Regions from separate parts of the Macaca mulatta genome. Here region 1 is linked to region 2. A link is a contact called in public Hi-C data. All regions are on one chromosome and are shown on one strand. Each heading gives the region's core, a stretch centred on a gene start, on an enhancer-like site or on the middle of the called end of the contact. The rest is flanking DNA. Distances are from core to core; before and after follow the strand shown.

Evidence for each region. Hi-C and Micro-C count contacts between places; a contact is called where the count stands out from the background.
Region 1: a Hi-C map of fetal cortical plate shows a contact between it and region 2, with 1.9 times the contacts expected there. The contact joins the promoter of TBCB here to the promoter of WDR62 in region 2. A contact is called at or near these places in 4 of 14 Hi-C or Micro-C datasets (blood, fetal cortex germinal zone and fetal cortical plate).

Annotation. Positions count from the first base shown.
Region 1 is chr19:47,370,808-47,374,637 of T2T-MMU8v2.0, forward strand. It overlaps TBCB (tubulin folding cofactor B), which reads left to right and starts at 1,268. Exons shown (of 6, transcript XR_003725091.2): 1 at 1,268-1,415; 2 at 1,783-1,926. POLR2I (RNA polymerase II subunit I) reads right to left here and starts at 1,082. Exons shown (of 6, transcript NM_001266627.1): 1 at 568-1,082; 2 at 429-483; 3 at 121-194; 4 at 1-33. The coding sequence starts at 626.
Region 2 is chr19:47,311,311-47,315,359 of T2T-MMU8v2.0, forward strand. WDR62 (WD repeat domain 62) reads left to right here and starts at 1,262. Exons shown (of 32, transcript XR_001441414.3): 1 at 1,262-1,882. It overlaps THAP8 (THAP domain containing 8), which reads right to left and starts at 1,060. Exons shown (of 4, transcript NM_001194201.2): 1 at 878-1,060. The coding sequence starts at 960. LOC144337424 (a long non-coding RNA gene) reads left to right here. Exons shown (of 2, transcript XR_013410532.1): 2 at 1-988.

The sequences.
Region 1 (3,830 bases), core at 18-2,517, 60 kb after region 2:
TGGGACACGTCGGCGATAATCTGGGTCAGTTCGCTGCAGGCACGTGGGGGTGCAAAATGACTCTCCGACCCAGCCTCCAGAGCCAACACCCCCGCCCCCAGCTCAGGGCCCGCCACTCACTCCACTTCGTGCGTGATCTTGTTGACATAGATGCAGCTGTTGTCGGCCTCCTGCTGGTAATCACAGTTCCGGCACTGCCAGAGGGCGAGTGTGGGGGTAAGGGAGTCATGGCGGGATTCCAGATAAGACTGGGAGGAGAGGGCAGGGTGATCCCGGAGGGTATGACGACAGGACTGTCTTTGGTGATGGGCAGGAGAGTCAGGATCACTTGGGGTGCAGCGGGGGGCGAACAGGGAATCCGGTCACAGAGGCAGGGGGCAGGGCGGGGCCACTTGTGTGGACCGGACGGGGAAGACCCGAGCGCTCACCGCGTATAGCAGAATGCGGTTCTCCTTGTCTTCCTTGGGGTACAGCATGTTGTTACTACGGGGAGGGGGACGTGCCAGGGGTTAGTCCTGGAGCCATTCCTCGCCCCCTTTCTAACATCACCCGCTCCCTCCGCCTCACCATTCCTGGCAGAAGCGAATACCCACGAAGCCCGGTTCGTAGGTCCCGTCGGGCTCCATGGCGACGCGCAGCCCGCCCAACCTTCTGCGCTTGCTCCGCCGCGCTACAGGTCGCGGGAGGGGCCAGGCCTAGGTGCTTCGCCAAAAGTGGGCGGAGCTGCGCACACGTGCTGGCTACCCGCGGCCTTGGGCGCGGCTCTCTCCGCGCAGAGGTTTCATGGCTTGCGTCAATCTTTTGATATCCTAGAGTAATTGCTTCCAATTTTTGGGCATCGCCGCCTTAGTTTACAGAATAGTATGGATCTGAGTGCCAGAGCCAGGAAAACGATGCGCACTGTAAGCCGCAAAACGCTGAGCACCCAGGAAAGAAGCCATGGCGCTTGACTTGGTTGAAGGCCAGCGCGCATGCGCGAGTTGCCCTTCGCGCACTGAGAGAGCTCTTGCCAGTCCTCCCTCCCGGCTTCAGTCTTCGCCGCTTGCTGTGGTCCTTTCCCGGTCGCTATTGGAAGAACCGTGAACTATGGAAGGCCTCTCTGGATTGGCTGGGCTAGCCTAGGAATAAGGAGAACCCTCTTTCTGGCGGTGGGGAAGGGACGGGGGCGATTGGCGGACGCTCCTGGCAGGAGAGCGCGGATTGGTCAGGCCCGGAACAGGAGGCGGGGCTGATATCCCAGCAGCGGCGGCGGTGGCGGCTGCGGAGCGACCGCGCTGCAGGCCCCGGCAGGGCGCGGCAAGATGGAGGTGACGGGGGTGTCGGCACCCACGGTGACCGTTTTCATCAGCAGCTCCCTCAACACCTTCCGCTCAGAGAAGCGGTACAGCCGCAGCCTCACCATCGCTGAGTTCAAGGTGTGGCCATAGGGGCGGGGTCCGGAGGGGCGGGGCGAAGAAGAAATGGGGGGGTTCCCCAAATGGGGAGGCGGGGAGGGACCGGGGAACGACTGGGCGGCCCTGGAGGTGATCCCAGGCTGCGGAGTCTGGGAACTCGGTCGCGGCGGAGCGGGTCCGGAGAGAACCCGAGAGTGAAGAGACGAGGGGCGGGTCCAGCGAAAAATCCGACGGTCCAGAGGGCGGGGGCAAGAGGCGAGGGGCCGGAGTGCGGCCCCGTGCGTCCTGACTGGGGGGTATTTTGGAGGAACAGGGACGTGGCGATGGTCATTGATGCAAGGGGCGGGGCCCCTGGCCTCCTTCTCCTCACCCTGCCTCCTCCTCGCAGTGTAAACTGGAGTTGCTGGTGGGCAGCCCTGCTTCCTGCATGGAACTGGAGCTGTATGGTGTTGATGACAAGTTCTACAGCAAGCTGGATCAAGAGGATGCGCTACTGGGCTCCTACCCTGTAGATGACGGCTGCCGCATCCACGTGAGGACTCTACCTGGGACACTTCCCCGCCCCACCATTCATTTGGCTATTCAACAGGCACTTGCTGGACTTTGCCCTCAGTCATATGCAAGATAGGTCCTGCCCCCGTGGAGCCTCCAGTGCAGCCTGAGGAGTGACAGACCCATCTTTAGACAGGAATAGCCTAGAGTGGTTTGGGCTGGGATCAGGAAATCCCAGGGGGCTGGGGCCACCCAGGAGAGGTGCCTGACCACCTGGGACAATCAGAGAGGGCTTCCTGGAGGAAGGGATGTCTGAGCTGAGGGATGAGGAAAGGGTGACTTAAGAGAAAGAGGTGGAAAGGAGGGAGCAGGGGGTACAGAGGCCTAGAATGTCAGGTAGGTCGCAGTGAGCGACCAGGCTGGACAGCTTGGGATAAGCCAGAACACAGAGGACTTTGTGCATCCGCTCACCACGTCTTTTCTGTCTTTTTTTTTTTTTTTTTTGAGCCAGTGTCTCACTCTGTCGCCCAGTCTGGAGTGGAGTGCAGTGGCACGATCTGGGCTCACTGCAACCTTCACCTCCTGGGTTCAAGCGATCCTCATGCCCCAGCCTCCCAAGTAGCTGGGATTACAGGCGCCCACCCAGCTAATTTTTGTATTTTTAGTAGAGACGGGTTTTCGCCATGTTGGCCAAGCTGGTCTGGAACTCCTGACCTCGAGTGATCAGCTCACCTTGGCCTACCAAAGTGCTGGGATTACAGGCGTGAACTACCAAGCCCGGCCCCTTTCTGTCCTTATTCCCTCCCCACCTCACTCAGTCTGTAGCAGCCACATTGCTCTTTGCACATCCCAGGTGAGCACTGCCTCTGGATCCTCTACTTGAATGGTTCTTTTGTCATATGCCTGCGTGCCTCACCCTTCCTTCCTGTCTTAAAGTGTCACCATTCTAGCGAAGCCTTCACTGGCCTCAGTGTTAATGTTCACCTCATTCTTTTTCCCTTCTTTGCTTTATTTTAGATTTTTGTGTTTACCAATGATTCCCCTCTGACACACTCTGGATTTCTCTCATCTGGTTTATTTACTCTCTGCCTCCCCGGATTCGATTGCCCTGAGGGCAGAAATTTTGATCACTATAATTCACTGCTGTGTCCCCAGTACTTGGAACAGTGCCTGGGACAGGGAGGATAGTCCGTGAATCGTTTTTTGTTTTGTTTTGTTTGAGACAGAGTTTCCGGCCCTTGTTCCCCAGGCTGGAATCCAGTGGTGCGATCTCAGCTCACTGCAACCTCTGCCTCCTGGGTTCAAGCTATTATCCTGCCTCAGCCGCCCTGGTAGCTGGGATTATAGGTGTGCACCACCACACCCGGCTAATTTTGTAATTTTGTATTTTAAGTAGAGACGGGGTTTTACCATATTGGCCAGGCTGGTCTTGAACTCCTGACCTCAAGTGATCCGCCCACCTTGGCCTCACAAAGTGCTGGGATTACAGGCGTGAGCCACCTGGCCCAGCCCTGTGAATCATTGTTGAATGATGAATTGAATCCATAAAGTAAGACCGCAAGGATAATGTAATTATCCCCATTTTGCAGAAGAGAAAACTTAGCTTCAGGGTAGAATTTATTTATTTTTGAGATGGAGTCTTGCTTTGTCCCCCAGGCTAGAGTGCAGTGGTGTGATCTCGGCTCACTGCAACCGCTGCCTCCTCGGTTCAAGCGATTCTCCTGCCTCAGCCTCCTAAGTAGCTGGGATTACAGGTGCCCGCCACTACGACCAGCTAATTTTTGTATTTTTATTAGAGATGGTGTTTCACCATGTTAGTCAGGCTGGTCTCGAACTCCTGACCTCAGGTGATCCACCCGCCTCAGCCTCCCGAAATGCTGGGATTACAGGCGTGAGCCACCACTTCTCTTTAGTAGAGAGGGTTGAAGGGGTGGCCTGCCCCTC
Region 2 (4,049 bases), core at 12-2,511:
GAAAGACAAAACCTCTGGCTTGATTGAGGTGACATTCTAGTGGGGGAGATAAGGAATGCATACATCGAAAATGCGATATGCAGACAGTGATGTGTTAAAGGGAAAAATAAAGCAGAAGACAGAGAGAACCGTGTGTGTGTTTCGGTGTCAGTTACAGTTGTCCATAGGGTGGTAGTAATAAAGGCAAGAACTTTGAAATCAGAGGGAATGGCCCAGGCAAAGATAGCAGGGCAGTAACATGCCTGCTATGCTACAGGAACATGAAGTAGGCCAGTGTTACTGGAGTGAAGGGCAGGAGGAAAGAGATGAAGTCACACTGGTATCAGGGAACCAGCTCTGTAGGACTTTGCAGGCCTGCTTTCTACCTGCTGCAGCCTCACTTTATTTTTTACAGTGAGGTGGGAGTCAGGGAAGGGATCTGGGCAGAGGAGGGAGCTGATCTGACTCAGGTGTTCACAGGCTCCCTCTGGCTGCAATCAGGGAACTACTAAGGACAGACTGGAAGGTTTTGGGGGAGACGCGATCACAAGCTCAGTTTCGGATGCTCTGAGTTTCAGATGGCTCAAATGCGTGGGGAGGGCAAGTGGGCATCTGTAGGCTCTTACAGAGCCTGCACCGACTTCACTTTTTACATCCGTTTCCCTCTTCGTCTCGCTTCGTTCGCTACCTGTAGTTAATCGTCTACTCCTGATGTTTCCCACGCCAGCACCTTTGCAGGTGCAGTGGACACTGCCGGGAAGGCCATCTCCTCACGTTTTAACCCCACTTCCTAACACCCTCAAGCGAGACCAGAAGGCCCGCACAGCTTCACTAAAGCTCGGGCCCCGCCCCTCCCAGGGTCCCGCCTCCCTCAAGCCCCGCCCCGCGCTGCGCTCACTTGTAGAAGCTCACAGGGCGGTTGTCTGCGCCCAAGCTGCCCGCAGTGTTGGAGCAGTTCGGCGCCCTGCAGTACTTAGGCATGGCTGTCCAGCCCCGTTGAGTTTTGCCGGGTCAGCAGCTGCACTTTGGTTCTCGTGGAGCGCCGCCGAACCCCGCCCCGCCCGCGCGCTCGCCGCCTGCCTCACATGACGTCCGTGGAGACTCGTCACGTGCCGGGGAGAGCGCTGAGAGCGCCTGGCTATTAGGCGCCCCTCCAGTGCCACAGTCACGCCCTCGTCACGTAGCGAATTGGCTATAGCGAGAACTGTACGCCTGCGCAAAGCCTGCCCTTCTCCACCCCGACTTTCATCACGTGTTGGGGAGAGGGGCGGCGTCACGTCGTTTCTGAGCCTGCGCCAACCAAATCAACTGGCCAGTCAATCTCTTACGGCTCCACCCTACGCCTATATCCGGGCGACCGTCGGAGCGCATATAGTTCCTCTGGGTGGCGGCAAAAACCGAGGTGAGGCAGCTGGGGCCTTAGCCTCGTAAAAGTTAAAACCTGTATGTTTCAGCGAATAATGAAAACGGAGTCTGGATGAAAGACCCCACGACTCTTGATCAGGTATCCAGTACACTAGCCGCCCAGCCAGGCACTCGCTCCGCCTCTTCGCTCCCATTGGCCCTAAGCGCCGCCCGGCAGCCCTGCGGTTGGCCAGGCCGGGCCTGTGGTGTCCAATAGGCGGCGGCGCCGGCTTTCCCGCGGCTGTTTGCTGTTTCAGTGGGTTGTGGCGGTGGCGGCGGCGGCGGTTAAGGGATGTAACGGTCGCCCGGCTCCGGCGTGACGATGGCGGCCGTAGGGTCCGGAGGCTGTGCGCGGAACGATGCAGGGGAGAAGCTGCCCTCTGTCATGGCGGGAGTTCCGGCGCGGAGGGGTCAGTCCTCCCCGCCGCCCGCCCCACCGCTCTGCCTCCGGCGGCGGACGCGACTCTCGACGGCCTCCGAGGAGACGGTGCAGAACCGGGTGAGAAGCTGCTCGTCATGTCTACCCCAGTTCCAGGCCTCCTGGGTTTCCCCTAGTCCCGTCCTGAGAACTGTGGCCCCGACTATCAGTCCCTGGCCAGTCCCCTCAGGCTGTTCCCTCCCTGGCTTCGTCCCCTAAGTCCCGCCCCTTTAGCCATGGCCCCTCCCACTTTCCCTCTCCTCGTTGCATTCCCGGCTCCACCCTCAGCGTTGGAGTAATTCCTGGGTTCCTCCCTGGTTCCCACCACTGGGGAATGCATTTTGTTTCTGCAAATCACAGCCTAGTCCTCCTATACTTTAACCCCCGTTCTATCGCCTTTAGACGTCACGATCATAGCTCACTGCAGCCTCACTGCCCTGGCCCCCGCTGGGTCATTAAGGTCCCTTCGAGGGTTTAGTCCAGAGTGTTACCTGCCCCAACTCTTCCTCGCTTCTACCTCGCCTTCTCTCACCTTCTGCGGTCTCTATCCTTTTTCCTCACCAAGGTGGGGATTCTTAATCCATATTGTCATTCAAAACTATGACAAAGAAATCTCCGCAGTGCTGCCTGGGGAGGAGGGCGCACAGAACAGTTCCCTAAATTTTGAGACAGAAACACAGAAGGAAATGATTTCACAGTAGGTAGAAGGAATTCCATTAGCACAGCGGCAATTAAAAAAAATTGTTTTCCAGCTCTGTAGGCACAAAATCTGTTTTTATAAAATGGAGATGATAAGAACCATAGTATTGGTAGGGCGCGGTGGCTCACGCCTGTAATCCCAGCACTTTGGGATGCCAAGGTGGGCTGTTCACCTGAGATCAATTCAAGACCAGCCTGGCCAACATGGTGAAACCCCGTCTTTACAAAAAGTACAAAAATTAGCCGAGCTAGCACACTCCTTTAATCCCAGCTATTCAGGAGGCTGAGGCGGGAGAAATCCCTTGAACCCAGGAGGCGGAGGTTGCAGTGAGCTGAGGTCACGCCACTGCACTCCAGCCTAGGCGACAGAGTAAGACTGTCTCAAAAAAAAAAAAAAAAAAATTATACTATTGCATTGGAAAGAAGTGAAATTTTACTTGTGATCTTCTTGGCACAGAGTCCAGATAAAGGGAGGATACCTGGTAGCTGCTGGTGGAGCTTGTTCCTGCCCCATGACTTTCTCCTGCACTGTGGTTATACTGCCCACTCCTGGCTATAGGGCTCTGGCTGTACCTCCCATGTCCTCCCTGTCACCAACGTTCAGTCACACTGGCCTGCTTTTGGTTTTCCTGAGGCTCCATATTCTTTTCTGCCTCCTTAGCCTGGGCTTTTTGCTGCAATCTACCTGGCTGGCTCCTTCCCATCCTTCAAGTCTCAGCCTGAATGTCGCTATCTGGAAAGGCCTTCTTGAACCCCATTCTAAAGCAGACACCCACCTTCATCTCTCACCCAGCACCCTATACGTCATAGCCTTTATCTTATATGTTCCTGAAAGTGCCTTTTGAGCTATTAAACTACATATAACAATATCAAATTCAGAGAGGCATTATAGCAAGGTGGCTAAGAGAACAGACTGGTATGGTTGGACCCAGGCAGCCTGAGCTTAAACTTTAGTCCTGTTCTTCCTGGTAGTTTATGAACTTTGCTTTTTCTTTTTCTTTTTTTTTTTTTTTTTTTTTTTGAGATGGGGTCTTACTCTGTCATCCAGGCTGTAGTGCAGTGGAGTGATCTCGACTCACTGCAGTCTCAGCCTCCATGGGCTCAGGTGATCTTCCCACCTCAAGTCTCCTGAGTAGCTGGGACTACAGGTGCATGCCACCATACCTGACTAATTTTGTTTTGTTTTTTGGTAGAGACAGAGGGTCTCGCCATGTTGGCCAGGCTGGTCTTGAACTCCTGAGCTCAAACGATCTGCCTGACTTAGTCTCCCAAAGTACTAGGATTACGGGAGTGAGCTACTGTGCCCCGCCAAGTTATGAACTTATCTGTGCCTCAGTTTTCTTATCTGTAAAATGAGAATGATGTAGAAATCTTTCATAGGGTATTTGTGAGGATTAAATGAGGTCACATATCCTAGGCACTCAGAACAACACTGGCACATGGCAAGTACTCTATTCATGTTAGCTAATACTGATACTATAACTGTATATTTGGGGTAATATTTATTTTTCTTGTTTGGCAGTACGGAGTTGATCTGTCTTGCAAAGAC